2 separate regions of the Rattus norvegicus genome follow, and region 1 is linked to region 2. Evidence: chromatin contacts called from public Hi-C data. All regions are on one chromosome and are shown on one strand. The core of a region is the stretch at or near the end of the contact, and the rest is flanking DNA. Distances in the headings are between cores, read along the strand shown.

Evidence for each region. Hi-C and Micro-C count contacts between places; a contact is called where the count stands out from the background.
Region 1: a contact with region 2 is called in a Hi-C map of mammary epithelial cells, with 3 times the contacts expected there. The contact joins the promoter of B4galnt4 here to the promoter of Bet1l in region 2. A contact is called at or near these places in 8 of 12 Hi-C or Micro-C datasets (Schwann cells, frontal cortex, hepatocytes and 4 more).

What each region holds. Positions count from the first base shown.
Region 1 is chr1:205,598,869-205,606,358 of GRCr8, forward strand. B4galnt4 (beta-1,4-N-acetyl-galactosaminyl transferase 4) reads left to right here and starts at 2,121. Exons shown (of 20, transcript NM_001107562.1): 1 at 2,121-2,442; 2 at 4,898-5,001; 3 at 5,300-5,395; 4 at 5,482-5,577; 5 at 5,663-5,753; 6 at 5,829-5,929; 7 at 6,081-6,148; 8 at 6,349-6,427. The coding sequence starts at 2,292.
Region 2 is chr1:205,361,449-205,368,151 of GRCr8, forward strand. It overlaps Bet1l (Bet1 golgi vesicular membrane trafficking protein-like), which reads right to left and starts at 3,258. Exons shown (of 5, transcript NM_019368.4): 1 at 3,100-3,258; 2 at 2,326-2,454; 3 at 1,185-1,276; 4 at 904-960; 5 at 1-762. The coding sequence starts at 2,344. The coding sequence ends at 595. It overlaps Ric8a (RIC8 guanine nucleotide exchange factor A), which reads left to right and starts at 3,348. Exons shown (of 10, transcript NM_001100520.1): 1 at 3,348-3,662; 2 at 3,951-3,998; 3 at 4,088-4,678; 4 at 4,975-5,066; 5 at 5,538-5,688. The coding sequence starts at 3,579.

The sequences.
Region 1 (7,490 bases), core at 871-3,370, 240 kb after region 2:
CTTTAAAGAAACAAATACAGGCCTTTTTCTTTTTTAAGTGCACACTTCCATCAGTGGGGCTTGTTGTCTTATTGCCGGCTTGGTTAGGCTGAAACATTTCCCTCTGTGGTTGGGGTGGGATGTGGTCACAGCCAGATGTGTTAACAAGAGGAACAGCTGTCTAGCTGATCACGACTTGCCTACTCACCATCGTCTACCACCTTTACCCTACTTGCTGGATTCCAGGTGAAGAGAGGAGAGTCTCTGTCTTGGGTCCCCTAGAGGGTCGGGAACTCTTCCCTGCTAGTGCGCTTCTCTGCCCACTTTGCTGGCTTTCCAACATTTGCTTTCTTAAAAAATGCTATTTCTTTTCTGTCTCTGTCCAGTCAAACGTAAGTTCTATGACAGCAGAGACCTTCTCCTCCTCCTCCTCCTCCTCCTCCTCCTCCTCCTCCTCCTCCTCCTCCTCTTCCTCCTTCTTCTTCTTCTTCTTCTTCTTCTTCTTCTGCTTCACTATTACACCCTCAAATCTTCCCCTTGTGAAGATGTCTCTTAGCTGGATGACTACCAGGATGCAAAAGTGGCTACAACACGTACCTCGTAAGGGGTGTGTGTGTGTGTGTGTGTGTGTGTGTGTGTGTGTGTGTGTGTGTGTGTGTGAAACAGAGCACTATTTGAGGCAATGGTTATAACAAGGTTATAATAATGGTTATAATAGGATATAGACAAGTGCAGGAATCAGAAACAAGTCAGAACAGGGAGCCAGATGATGAGAACAGCAGGTGATGCTTGGAAGAAAGTTTAAAAAAAAAACTGTCAGAAAAAAATTAAAAGTTAAAAAAAAAAGATAGAAATGTGGCCAACTTGATTTTATGTCCTAAGGATACATAGTGATGGTGGGGCAATGTTAAAAACAAAAGGCAAGGGGCTGGGGATTTAGCTCAGTGGTAGAGCGCTTACCTAGGAAGCGCAAGGCCCGGGGTTCGGTCCCCAGCTCCGAAAAAAAGAACCAAAAAACAAACAAACAAACAAACAAACAAACAAAAGGCAAGCCAGGTGTTGTGATACATGCCTTGAATTCCAGCACTCAGAAGGCAGAGGTGAGCAGATGTCTAAGAGCTCCAAACCAACTAAGGCTACATAGTGAGACACTGTCTCAACATCATACAAACAAAACCAGCAAAGCAATCTTGCAAGCAGCACCAGTGAGTTGACAGTGGTGCTTGGGGTATGAGATGGCCCACTGCCTGCTGAGCTGGAGGCCACCCCTTAGAACAGACACCGGAAGGTGTCCAGTCATCTCCACTGGGGCACACCCACTCTAGGGTGCGAAGGTCTCTAAATGACTCCACCTCGTTCCAATGGCGTCTTTCCAATTAAGGCCATGGCATCACGGAGGAAAGGAAACTATTCAAACGGCCAGTCCACATTCCTAACCCACGAGCTCTGCAGGCTCATAGCAGCTTCTGCTACACCAACTGAAGTACCCTGGTCAGTGGCTGGAAGCTCAAGGAGAACCGGCTTGTGGTAGGTGAAAGAGAGGTGGTAGTCAGGAGGATTGGGATGCACCAGCGAGAAAGCAAATGGAGTGCACAACTGAAGCAGTCTGGACAGAACCAGCTCCATCCACCTGTCCTATTTCACAGCTAAACGAGAACATCCCAGCCTTGTTCAAGTCCGACTGAGAGATGGGCTGAGCTCCTTCTCTGTGTGTTCATTATTCCCAGCGTTTTCCCATACACGCAGCCTGATTCCCGCAGCACCCCTCGTCCCTGCCATGGCCTCTACAGTAACAACCACTTCTTACATCTCCCCGACCTCCCTGATGTCCCTCATCGCCAATTTGGTCCCTACAACCCCCGCATCCCCAAGCGCGCGGCCGACGAACACCAGGTGAATGCGCGCGTCGTGTGGATTGCTGGCACACCCTAACGCGCCACCCCGCCTCCGAGCATCACGGATTGGTTGTAAGCAGGCTGGCCGCGGCCGATTGGCTCGGGCAACGCGACCGTCGGTCCCGTTTCACGGTGGGTAGCACCGCAGCGTGGATGCTGCTCGGTCCCGCGGCGTCCAGAGGAGCGTGAGCAGCCGGGAGGGGCGGGCGGGGGAGCGCCTCAAGGAGCCGCTCCCGCCGCCCACCCCGACCGCGGCCCGAGCAGCCCGGGAGTCGTGGCCGAATCCCGTAGCCCCCGCAGCGGACAAAGGACCATGCGGTGCTGCAGGCGCTGAGCGCAGCAGGGTGGGCCGGGGGATGTGGGGCGGGGCAGGCGGGGCCGGAGGGCCGCAGCGACGCCCCTGAGTGTGGCGCCACGATGCCGTGGTTCCCGGTGAAGAAGGTCCGCAAGCAGATGAAGCTGCTGCTGCTGTTGCTGCTGCTCACCTGCGCCGCGTGGCTCACGTATGTGCACCGGAGCCTGGTGCGCCCGGGCCGCGCGCTACGCCAGCGGCTGGGCTACGGGCGAGGTACGCGATGGCGCGGGGCAAGAGGGCACGGTGTTCCCAAGGCGCGGGGGTCTGATTGCCCAGAGCCCCTGCTGTCCTGTTCCAACCAGCTCCGCTATATTGGGGGAGGGGTCGCGACTCTGTTAGGCGGGACGCCCAATGACGTCAGCAGTAACGCCAGGGACCCTCGGGACTCATCCCTAACCTTTTTGGACCCTGGAATCTGTCTTAGATCCGGTGGTGATGGAATTAACGGTGGGCCCTTGGGGGAACCGGTGCCCTCAGCCAAGAGGCCTGTCAGGCCATTGCCTACTTAGCAGGGCCTCAGTTTCCTCATCTGTTGGAGGGTGGGGAGGTAAGGGTGGTGTTGAGGGATCCAGCTGCCTGGAGTGGCCAGAACAGCTGGAAACCCTGGGTTCACCTGTGACTGAAATGCCTGTGGGCTAGGGACCAATGCTAACTTGAGTAAACGCTTGTTGTAGTCTGCACACTTAAGAGTGGGTAGAGGATACACAAAGCAACTTAGGCCTGGTAAACCCTGAGGGCAAGAAGCTGGGGAGAACCTCCGGAGGTGGTGGCCACCATCACACACACCCTTTGCGGGGAAAGCTTCAGAGCAGGGTGAACATCAGTGACAGCTAGGTAGAAAAAGACCAGGGGAGGAACCTGGAGATTCCTAACCAAGCCAGATAGAGCTCCGCCTGATCTTTGTGAAGGAAGCTGATGAGCTGAGGATTTAATGGGAGGGGAGCAAGTGTCTGCTCTCAAAGTCTCAGAGCAGGGACACTGGCTCACAACGTCCTAGTCCACTCCACCTGATGGATCCAGAACTCCCTTTTCAGCCCTGCTCCTGTCTCCTGCCTGCAGAGGCCCCCTGCCTCCTCATATGCCTGGACAATTGTTTCCGCTCATCTTCCACCAGATCCTGAGCCAAGGATCTGAGACAGCTCCCAGCCCCCAAGAAAATCTATGGGTCATCCCAATCTATGTACCTTATTAGCTATGACATCTTCAAGATATCCTGCCACAGCTCTATCCCTAAGAGATAAGTCTGGACCCAGAACTGACCTAGTACCCAATAAAGCCAGCCCTCATCAGCTGCTCTTGTGGGTTCAGCTGACTTCCTGAGCGATTTGTTTCTGTCTGAGACTAACCAGGAAGGAGTGAAGACAGGGAGCCCCACTGTTGAAAGTTAATCATTAGGGCACCTGGCTCTGACTCCTCCTAGGTGGGTTGAAAATCAGCCCTGCCCAATGGCACTGCTAGAAGCAGCCTGGGCTGCACAGATGGAGCCCTAGCCACACACACTCTACTCTGGGCTGAAGCCCCATCTCCTATCTGGGCACCTGGGACCCACCAGGCACCACAAGGCATGTGAGAATTTGAGCAGCTGCATGTGCCTAAGACTTTCCTGACAGTGTAGTCAGTCTTCCATACGGGCAACATTCAGTGGGTGTCCAGCAGCCTGCGCTTACAGATATCTCCAAGTGAGAATGGGATAGACACCTCTTTCCACGCCCTCTGTGCTGAGGCTTAGCCCCTGCAAGGCCGCGGTGTTGGCCTGAGCTGAGACCCCACTTCAGAAAGTTCCCATTGTACTCAAAATGCCTAGACTTAGCTTGATGGGTTATGGGTATCCAGGCCAGGCTCTGGGAATTTGACCGGGAGTCTTACTTACTTCCTGACTTGTCAAAGAAGGATCTAGAATGTGGAGCGCCACCAAAATTTCAAGGGAGGAGACCATACAGGCAGCCCCTCACCTAGAGACTGTTCAGACTTGTCTGGTGTCAGCTGTACCTTCCAATAGCCTAGCTTCTGAGATCTGCACCTAAGGGCAGATGTAGATGCAAGGCGTGGCTTTGAAACAGGAAGGATTCCTGAATCTAGTGTCTCTCACTGGAAGCCTCAGGAGGGGTGGGACTGGGATAAAGTGAATTGGAGACTCAAGTCCAGAAGAGTGGACACCTGGGAATATGGTGGGCATGCAACTTACGGAGAAGGTCCAAGAAGTGGGACAAAACAAGGTACAGGAGCAGTCTACCCCAAACTGGAGGAACCATAGTGGACATGTCTTATCTAGAGAGAGTGGACATATATATCTAGAGAGAGGAGGCAAACACCCCAGCACACGGGAAAGGCATCAAGGGTGTGAGTCCATCTGGAATTCTTCCCAAGAATGGATTTCTCCCATTCTAAGAGGATCACCAGATGGGTGTGAGTGTGTATAGTTTCACACTAGCCTGAGTGTATATATAGCCCTGCTCCCGGTTCTCACTGGAGACTGGGGAAGAGCTGGTAAAAAAGACTCTTGCTTTGAATCGCCCACCCAAGGTAGGGTCTAGAAGGGCCCCCAAATGACGGAGCAGAAGTGGAGGCTTTAGCAATCCTCCTTGCCCTGCCCCTCCAGCTGACCCCAACAACAAAGATACTAGCTTTAGAGGGTCTGAGCTCTAACACGCTTCCCATACATCTGCAGACGGTGAGAAGCTGACTGGTGTGACCGATAGCCGGGGTGTCCGGGTGGCATCATCCACACAGAGGGCAGAGGACTCTAGTGAAAGCCATGAAGAGGAGCAGGCGGTAAGGAGTGACCGGGAAAACCCTATTCACAAGGAGCCAGTCTCTCGGATGGATAGATATGGCCACGGGTTGTAGGGGAGCCCAGCCTGGATACTGTGTCTGGGTAGTCATGAATGGTATGCAGTCTTATCAGTGACCGCAAATCTGCTGAGGGTACCTGTGTGGAGAATACATAGGTGATGTGACTGGATGTCCAAAAGGGGAACCATGAAGTTCTACTCTGTGTGTGTCTAGACGGACTGTGCAGTTGGGCCACTTCCTGCCTTTAGAACTCTGACATGGCTACTCTTTCTTGCAGCCTGAGGGGCGGGGCCCAAACATGCTGTTTCCTGGAGGAGCTAGAAAGCCACCCCCACTGAACCTCACCCATCAGACACCCCCATGGCGGGAAGAGGTGAGCTCTGTTGAGTTGGGCTGGGCTGGGTTGGGAGGAGGGGTGGAACAGACTGTATAACAGCTAACGTCCCTTCTGACCCCTAGTTCAAAGGACAGGTGAACCTGCACGTGTTTGAGGACTGGTGTGGGGGTGCTGTGGGCCACTTGAGAAGAAACCTACACTTCCCACTATTTCCTCATGTGAGTACCTCAGGAACATACAGGTTGGCCAGGTGGGCAAGGCAGGCACTGAGCTGTGAGTCAGTGGCTGCTGCACTGCCTACAGACCCGCACGACGGTGACAAAGTTAGCCGTGTCCCCTAAGTGGAAGAACTATGGACTCCGGATTTTTGGCTTCATCCACCCAGCCAGAGATGGTGAGTAGGTTGGGGATGGCAGGGGCAGAATGTCTTGAACAGTTCAGCTTCCTGAGCCTCTGTCCTGTGGACTAGGAGACGTCCAGTTCTCTGTGGCTTCGGATGACAACTCTGAGTTCTGGCTGAGTTTGGATGAGAGCCCAGCAGCTGCTCAGCTTATAGCCTTTGTGGGCAAGGTAGGTTCTGCCCTCTTGCCCTAGCTCCTCTGTCTACACCACATCTGTCTTCACTGGACCTCCTGCAGCTTCTTGGGAGTACAGACGGAATGTGTCCGATGCCCACAAGGAGAATGTGGTCATTCCTTTGTCCCCCTTGCATCACCCCTAGACTGGCTCTGAGTGGACCGCACCTGGAGAATTCACCAAGTTCAGCTCCCAGGTGTCTAAGCCACGGCGGTGAGTAACTTAAGAATGTATGTATTCACATGTGTGTGCACATCTGTGTTGGTGTATGAGAGGGAGGCTGGGTATTGCTCTTGCCCATGTTACATAAGTCTTCCTGAGGGACCATCCCAGAGGAATGTGAGATTCTGTCTTCTTCCTCTGCGCTCTTACTCTATTTGGCGGGAGACAACTTTAGTTCCTTATGTCCACAGGCTCATGGCCTCCAGGAGATACTACTTTGAACTGCTTCACAAGCAAGATGACAAGGGTTCAGACCATGTGGAAGTGGGTGTGAGTGCGGCCTGCCCTCTGAAGGAGCCCCAAAGACCGCAGCTCCCCAACCCTATCCACTTCCTCTGTCTTTGGACAGTCACTGCAGGGTGGTTTCCAACCAGAAGGGATTTCCAGTCTAGGAGATAAAGCAGAAATTTGGGGACATGGACCAGGGTCAGGAGGGTATATTATGCCTGCTGGATGTTCAGAGGGTCTGCACTGAAAAGTGGCCCTTCACCAGGAGACATGGGGAAGAAAGAGTGTACGGCAGGAAGTGTAGTATATGAATTCTGTGCCTGGAGGACCAGCCCCCATTTTATGGCATCGTCTGAGACTCCAAGAATTCTGGTAGCCAGATCAGGCCAGACCTGCAACGCTGTGCTGAACTCCTCAGACTGTCGTGGGAGACTCAGAGAGTTGAGATTGTTGCATGCCAGGAATCCCTCTGACCTGTGTGGAACATGAGAAGTCGAGGGGCAGAGCCATGGAAGTGTACTGGCTTTTTATTGCCGTGATTGTCTCTGTAACAAAATACTTGACAAGAAGCAACTTAAGGGAGAGTTTATTTCAGCTCACGGTTTGAAGATTCAGTCCATGTTGGAGGAGAAGTCCTGGCAGCAGGAGTGTGAACTAGCTGGTTACATTGCATCTCATCCAGGAACTGAGAGAGATACACGCTAGTGCTTAGCTTACTTTCAAGTCACTGGAAGTTTGTCTCCAGGGATTCTAGAACCTGTTAGATTGAAAGTTAGTGTCAGCCACCACGGGGAAGAAACACGGGTAGCTGGGAGATAGGGAGGAGGGTTTGACAGCAAGACAGCCTCGAGGATGAAGTGCAGTGACCACAGTAGCATTGATGGTTCTCGGCCTCAGCACCTCAGTACATGTCACGCAGCTCAGAAAAATGGAGACTCGGTGTTTTGATGGTCGGAGGGAAGAGAGCAAAAGTACTGATACAAAGGTCCCAGATGAGCTGGCAGAAGTGCCCAGTCAGTCCCCAAGGAGCACTGACTGAATAGAGGTGGGAAGGAACTCATCTGCAAAGAAACTCAGGAGCCTCCATGGAGCTGGGGCTTGAGGA
Region 2 (6,703 bases), core at 2,008-4,507:
ATCTTAGACCAGTGCCTCTGGACTGCAGTCTGCTCCTCTATCCACAGTTTGCCTCTTCCCTGGGGTCTGAATTGAGCCAGACTGCACAGGTCCATTCCTGACCAGCAGTCTCAGCCTGGTGTCACTGTCAACCCCATCCCGACGACCATCATTTGGAGAGGGCTCACGGCCACATTCCCTTCTGGTGTCAGCTTCAGACTCTTCAAGAACACGGACATGGTTTAAACCAGACATAAACAGGTTAGAGCACAACAGAAGGCCCTTGAGGAGTGTGGCCACTGGCCACGGTAGGCGCATTCAGCACTCTCAGATGCTCTCAATAGAACTGGCTCATTCTCATACAACATGGCTCTGACTCTGCCAGTGTCTTTAGCACCAGGGAGTAGCACTGGGTTTTGCCTTTTTCTTCTTCCTTCATACACAGGACAAGCCAAGAGGAGCTCGTTACGACAGAGGCAGCCGCAGTCGTCCTGACTTAGGAAGACGAATGACCCGTGATGATAATTTCAAAGGAATATTGTTTCTGTAGTCAGGTCCTTAGGAAGCCAGGATACCAGGTGGACAAGAGTCTGGCTGCCCTTGGCTCCCACTGGCTCACGTCCTTGTCCTCGACAAGAGGTAGGAGAGGATGAAGAAGGCCACAATTAAGACCACAGCCATACCACACAGAAGCTTCCGGTTGTCTCGCCCAGACCGTGCCACCGTGGAAAAGCGCTTCACACTCCCTGTGAGTAGGCCAGTCACACTTGTGAAATCTGAGTCCTGCGGGAGAGACCCAACGGGATCACATAGAGCTGGGATCTGTGACGGCCCAACTGTACTAGCGCTGAAGGGTTAGAGGCAGAAGAGCAGGCGGCATGGGGGTAGAGCTGACTATGATTTGTACGTAATACAGGCACTTACCATGCCATCTAGGTATCGGTTCTGGTCTTCCGTGTCCCTGTCGATGTCCAAAGCCAGCTGGTTGGGATACAGAAGGCACAGTCAAGCAAGGACACAGAGTGCAGTGCCCATCTTCCCTTCAGATTCTGCTAGGTACCTATTACTAGAAAAAGCTAAAAAGGCCAAGGTATTACCTGAAGCATTCCTCAGTCAGCACACCCACGGACAGCATGGCTTCCTTTCTACCCACTCAGCCCCACTCACCAAAGTGTCTCATGGAAGGGAAAAGGGCCACCACTAACCGATTTAAGCCTGGTGACCTTAGAGGCCAGGCTGTCAGCCATCCGCTTGTTCTCTCTGTCTAGAATCTCCTCCACAGCACCAGAACTCTGAGCTGCAAGACAAAGAGGCTGAAGGGTAGAATTCACTCATAAATGTGGTCCTTGGCTCCTTGCTCCAGTGGAGCCTGGCCTGGTGAGACCTCTAAGGGCATTCCACCCATATCCTTCTGCTCACTTAGCATGTTCCACCCTATGTTCCAACAGGTAGACCACCTACACACCAGACAGGAAGCATGGGTCATGGGAGTACTTGTGTGCAATGCCCAGGCAGAGACAGGGAACCAGCAGGTCAATCTACACTACCCTGTTGTATACTGTTCCTGGACCAAAATGAATATTGCCTTAGCTGAAATCACCATCTGAGAGTATGGGACAGGTCTCAATCTGGTAGGGATTATAGGGAAAACAGAACAGAACAACAAAGCAGGTGACAGGAAGGCTGTGTGGGGATGACTTAGGAATCAAGTCCAAGGTAAGTGTAAGAAAGGCCTTTTACTGTAGAAACTACCAATCCCTACTGCTACAACCCACACAGGATCTCTAGAAGCCCCAGAGCACTCTCCTGTGGAAACCTTACTCCGACGGACAGAGACTAGACATGAAGAATTTCTGTCACGGTATGTAGTTGAGAATCACCTGCCTAAGTGTGACTGGCACTGGTCTGAAGCATAAAAATCCAGCCTCGATATGACCCACCTAAGGGGAAAGCCAGCAGCACCAGCAAACAGGGGCGACCAGACTCTAAAAGACAGACGGCTGTGTCCTACCAACCACTACATAGTTAGTATAGTAGAAGCCTCAGTATCACAACTGTCAGACTGAACACAGGCACGGGGGCGGAGGGTGTGTGTGAAACGAGGCACTTGAGCCCTGTAAGTCCCTGCTTGGACCTTCTGCTTCCAGCCCTTGGCATCAACCATACACACAAACTGATGTCATGCCGGCTTGGGTTCCAAGGCAGTGCCAGTTGAAATCTGGCCCTGTTTTTCCTGGAATACGTAAGCGCCATCCCACGCAGATCCCTCCACCGAGGAAAAATTGATGGCTCGTACTCCAGACTTAGACCTTGCCTCCTATCCCAACTACCTTCAGGTGCGCTCACCTCGAGTCCAATCTGCCATCGCGCCTTCCGAGGTCCCACTCGGGGAGTAGGCAACACAGCGACGGACGTGGCACCACTACCTGGGTCTTCCGGTTCCGCCTCAGGTCTAATAACTTCCGGGAGAAGAGTCTGAAGCGGAAGAAACAGACTTGTAGTTCTACACTGGAATGTAAATAAGGGAAGGGCGGGCCGCCAGCATTCGGGCCTACGGATTGGTCAGCAGTATTAGTCCCGCGCTGTGGGTATTACCCGGAGCAGGAGCTCAGACCCCAACCTGGAGCCGAGGGTCGGGTACCTCGGGCGCTGCAAAGTCCCCAAGTGAGAACGACAGGATGGGGAGGACGAGCAGAAGCGAAAGAGACTGGCAAAGGACCTGACACTGAGTAGAGGCAAGCGCCGGTTAGCACAGCGGGCGGCATTATCCTCTGGAACATTGCTTGTGTCACCGTGGGGTGCACCGACTCTGCCTTAAGCTAAGTGGCATGCAGACCTGGCTCCCCACTATACAACGTTCCTACGCTTCTAACCCCAGACACGCCGCGGCTAGCCGCCCCTCCGTTGCTCCTCCCGCGGGAGTCGCTTTTCCACCGGTGTTCTTCACTTCCTTCTCTCCGATCCTTCCTCATACACTCTGCAATTGCCCTTTTCTTTTGATAACCACATTATTTTGGTGGTTTGGTTTTTTGATTGTTTTTAGATAGGTCTGCCCGTTTCTGCCTCTCGAGTGCTGAAATTTAAAAAAGCGTGCGTTACTATGCCCGGCTAACCACGTACATTATTTTGACCATCCAAGTCGTACTTCTCTTTCCTTATTTCCCGTGGAAGATGAGCATCAGGAAGATGACCGCGAGAATCGTCTTCCCCAACTGACTAAGCGGCCAGGAGCCGGCGCTCCCTCTTTTATCACAGTACGGGAACAAGAGTGTAAGGAGAAAGGTTTACGCGCCGGCCAAGCCACACCCCACTCCCCACCCCCGCCCGCCAGGAAGTCGGGCTAGAGAGAAGGGCTCAAAAGGAGGATACTGCTTAGTTAGCTAGCATCGCTGCTCCAAGACAAGCCGCTCAGCGGCCACAGCCGGGTTGCTCCACCTTAAGCCGGAGGCCAGCCCCGCGCCTGTACACACCCTAGGCTCGGCTGTTCTCCCAGCATTCCTCACGCGTGGACGCTGGGCTTCCGGACCTGGGCGGAGTCCCCGGGTTTGGCCGATTGCGTCTTCCCAGCCCAAGTCTTCTAGCACCCCGTGCCAGGGGCCATGGAGCCCCGGGCAGTTGCGGATGCCTTGGAGACGGGAGAGGAAGATGCGGTGACAGAAGCTCTGCGGTCGTTTAACCGAGAGGTGAGAGGCATCCAGCTGCCGAGGAAATTGCAGGAAGTGAGGAAGCAGCCGGTTGCTCGCCACTCGGCTGGGGTGTGCGTGCGAGTGTGGCAGGGAGCAGGGCGGTGGGTGGTGGGCTGGGCCACGGCGGTGCCTCTGTGGTAGTCAGGTGTATGGGTGGCGAGGGTGGGCCTTGCTTTACGTACACAGCGATGGCTGCTGCTTCAGAGGTAGAAGCAGACCTGCTGCTTCTCGAGGAGCACAGGTCCTACCTGCGTGTGGAACTGAGCTTCCTGGGTCTCCCTGCAGCATTCCCAGAGCTTCACCTTCGATGATGCACAGCAGGAGGACAGGAAGGTAGGTGTCAGCCCAAGGGGGTTCCTAGGGCAAGCACGGGCTGCCCCAAGAAGAGGGCCTAGTGGAACCATTTTTGTCCCTTCCCACAGAGACTCGCAAAGCTGCTGGTCTCCGTACTGGAGCAGGGCTTGTCACCAAAACACCGTGTCACCTGGCTGCAGACTATCCGAATCCTATCCCGAGACCGCAGCTGCCTGGACTCATTTGCTAGCCGCCAGAGTTTACACGCACTAGCCTGCTATGCCGACATTGCCATCTCAGAGGAGCCCATCCCACAGCCCCCAGACATGGATGTCCTCCTCGAGTCTCTCAAATGCCTGTGTAATCTTGTGCTCAGCAGTCCTACAGCACAGATGCTAGCAGCAGAGGCTCGACTGGTGGTGAGGCTAGCGGAACGTGTGGGACTGTACCGCAAAAGGAGCTATCCCCACGAAGTCCAGTTCTTTGACTTAAGGCTCCTTTTCCTGCTAACAGCCCTTCGCACTGATGTGCGCCAGCAGCTGTTTCAGGAGCTGCATGGCGTGCGCCTGCTGACCGATGCGCTGGAACTGACATTGGGTGTGGCCCCCAAAGAAAACCCTCTGGTGATACTTCCAGCCCAAGAGACAGAGCGGGCCATGGAAATCCTCAAAGTGCTCTTTAACATCACCTACGACTCTGTTAAGAGGGAGGTTGATGAGGTAGGTTGTAGTCTGAAGTCAATGGGTGGGACTCAGCTCAGCTGGGGCATTTTGTGGGTTTGCTTCCCTGTGTGCCTCAAGTTGCAGGGTGTCGGATATGGCAAGGACTAGAGGACAATCTAGGCAGGAACTCAAGGTTTCTGAGCTGTGTTGTGCATGGGGCTGGGGACGGGTATTCTCCATAATGCTTCAGGTGACCAAGTGTGCTGTGGACAGGGCCTAGTGATCACCATGTGGCCTTGGGTCATAAGAATAGGGTCTTATTCTCACGGGAGCCCCTTTCCGTCTTTGGCTAGGAGGACGCTGCCCTTTACCGGTACCTGGGGACCCTTCTGCGGCACTGTGTGATGGCTGATGCTGCTGGAGACCGCACAGAGGAGTTCCATGGGTGAGGAGCAGGACTTACTATGTTGGGGATGGCAGGAGTTGCCTAGGTATGGGTACAGAAGTCCTTAACCCTAGCTGTGACTCAAGCACCTGGGAGCCCGGGCCCCACCTTTGAGTGTGACATCATGGGGAACGGGATCCCGGTGTGTTTTCAGAGAGCCTAGGGAACTCAGGGTATGACTAAGAAGAGTTTTGAACTTAGAGACAGGGCCTTAGGTGGAGGCCGCATGGTCTCTTGCTGGTGCCTCAGCCAGTCTCTCGAAACTGAGAGATTGCTTGGCATCTCAGCTCAGACAGAATGGTGCAGATAGAGTCTACAGTGTTTCCCCACCAAACTCGAGTTGGGGTACCAACTGCCCTTGCCTCAGTGCTATCCTTCGGGCCCACATATCATGTGTACCCCAGGAGAAGGGCCAGGGATTGTATCTGTGCTAAATATGGTTACTGTGTCAAGGCCTCTGTCTGTCCCCAGCCACACCGTGAATCTCCTGGGGAACCTGCCCCTCAAATGTTTGGATGTCCTTCTCGCTCTGGAGCTACACGAAGGATCCTTAGAGTTTATGGGAGTTAATATGGATGTGATCAATGCCCTCCTTGCCTTCCTAGAGAAGCGTCTGCACCAGGTAGGAGGGGGACCTGCTATGTGGATGCCCAGGGGCTTGGGTACCAGTTATGGCTACTGTTTCTGCACCATTGGTACTGGCAAGTAGAGCTCAGCTTGATGGTATATCCAGGACAGGTCTTCTGATTCTCCGTGGTATAGCTAGATGGTGGCCGCTCAGTCAGGTCCTCTCAGAAGCTTGCGGACACACCATGTGTGTGAACCCTGCTGCTGCTGATTACCAAAGAAAAACAAGCCTCTCAGGGTCTACTAAGGTGACAGTTACCTTTTAGGTCTCTGTGGTCCTGTTAAGTGGTTCTCAGAAGCCTTTGGTTCTTGCTTGTGACCCTCAGCCTCCAACTGTTTCTATATATAGGCAGCCAGAGGTGACATCAGTTTTGTCCCTCTGCATTTTTTATTTTTTATGTTTTTTTTTTTTTTTTTTGAGACAGTAGCCCTGGCTGTCCTACAACTCACTCTGTAGACCAGGCTGGCCTCAGACTCACAGAGATCTGTCTGCCTCTGCCCCGAGTGTTAGAATTAAAAATGTGCACCGACGTCACCGTCATCCCCCAGCTGTCCTCTGCATCTTAAAGAGGCATAACCCAGTTTCTTGACTCCTATGGGTTTCCATGGGACATACAGAGAGCGGGTGGTCTAGCCTATCCTTGTGGAGCCCCCACAGCTGAAAGCCCTAGATTGAGATTCACTCCATCTGAGGAGCCATGTTGCTAAGCTTAGTGAGTTCGATCAGCTGCCTGCTCCTCTTGCTGCAGCTGCTGGCATTAGGCAGAGAAGGGATAGGTGCACTGTTTGCTGTCCGGGAGGCACTTTGAATAGGAAATCTGCTATTTGTTGTTTCCTGAGGGCAGGGTGTACCTCAGGTGTGCGGACAGCTTCAAATTCCGTTTGTTTTGTTCCTGGCCCTGGTTCATACTTGTAACAGTTGGTTTTGAAGAAGCAAGTTGTTGGCCCCCAAGTCACAAAGTTTCAGTCACTTCCAGAAGTAGGTCTGGTTTCCATCACTCTCTCTTCTT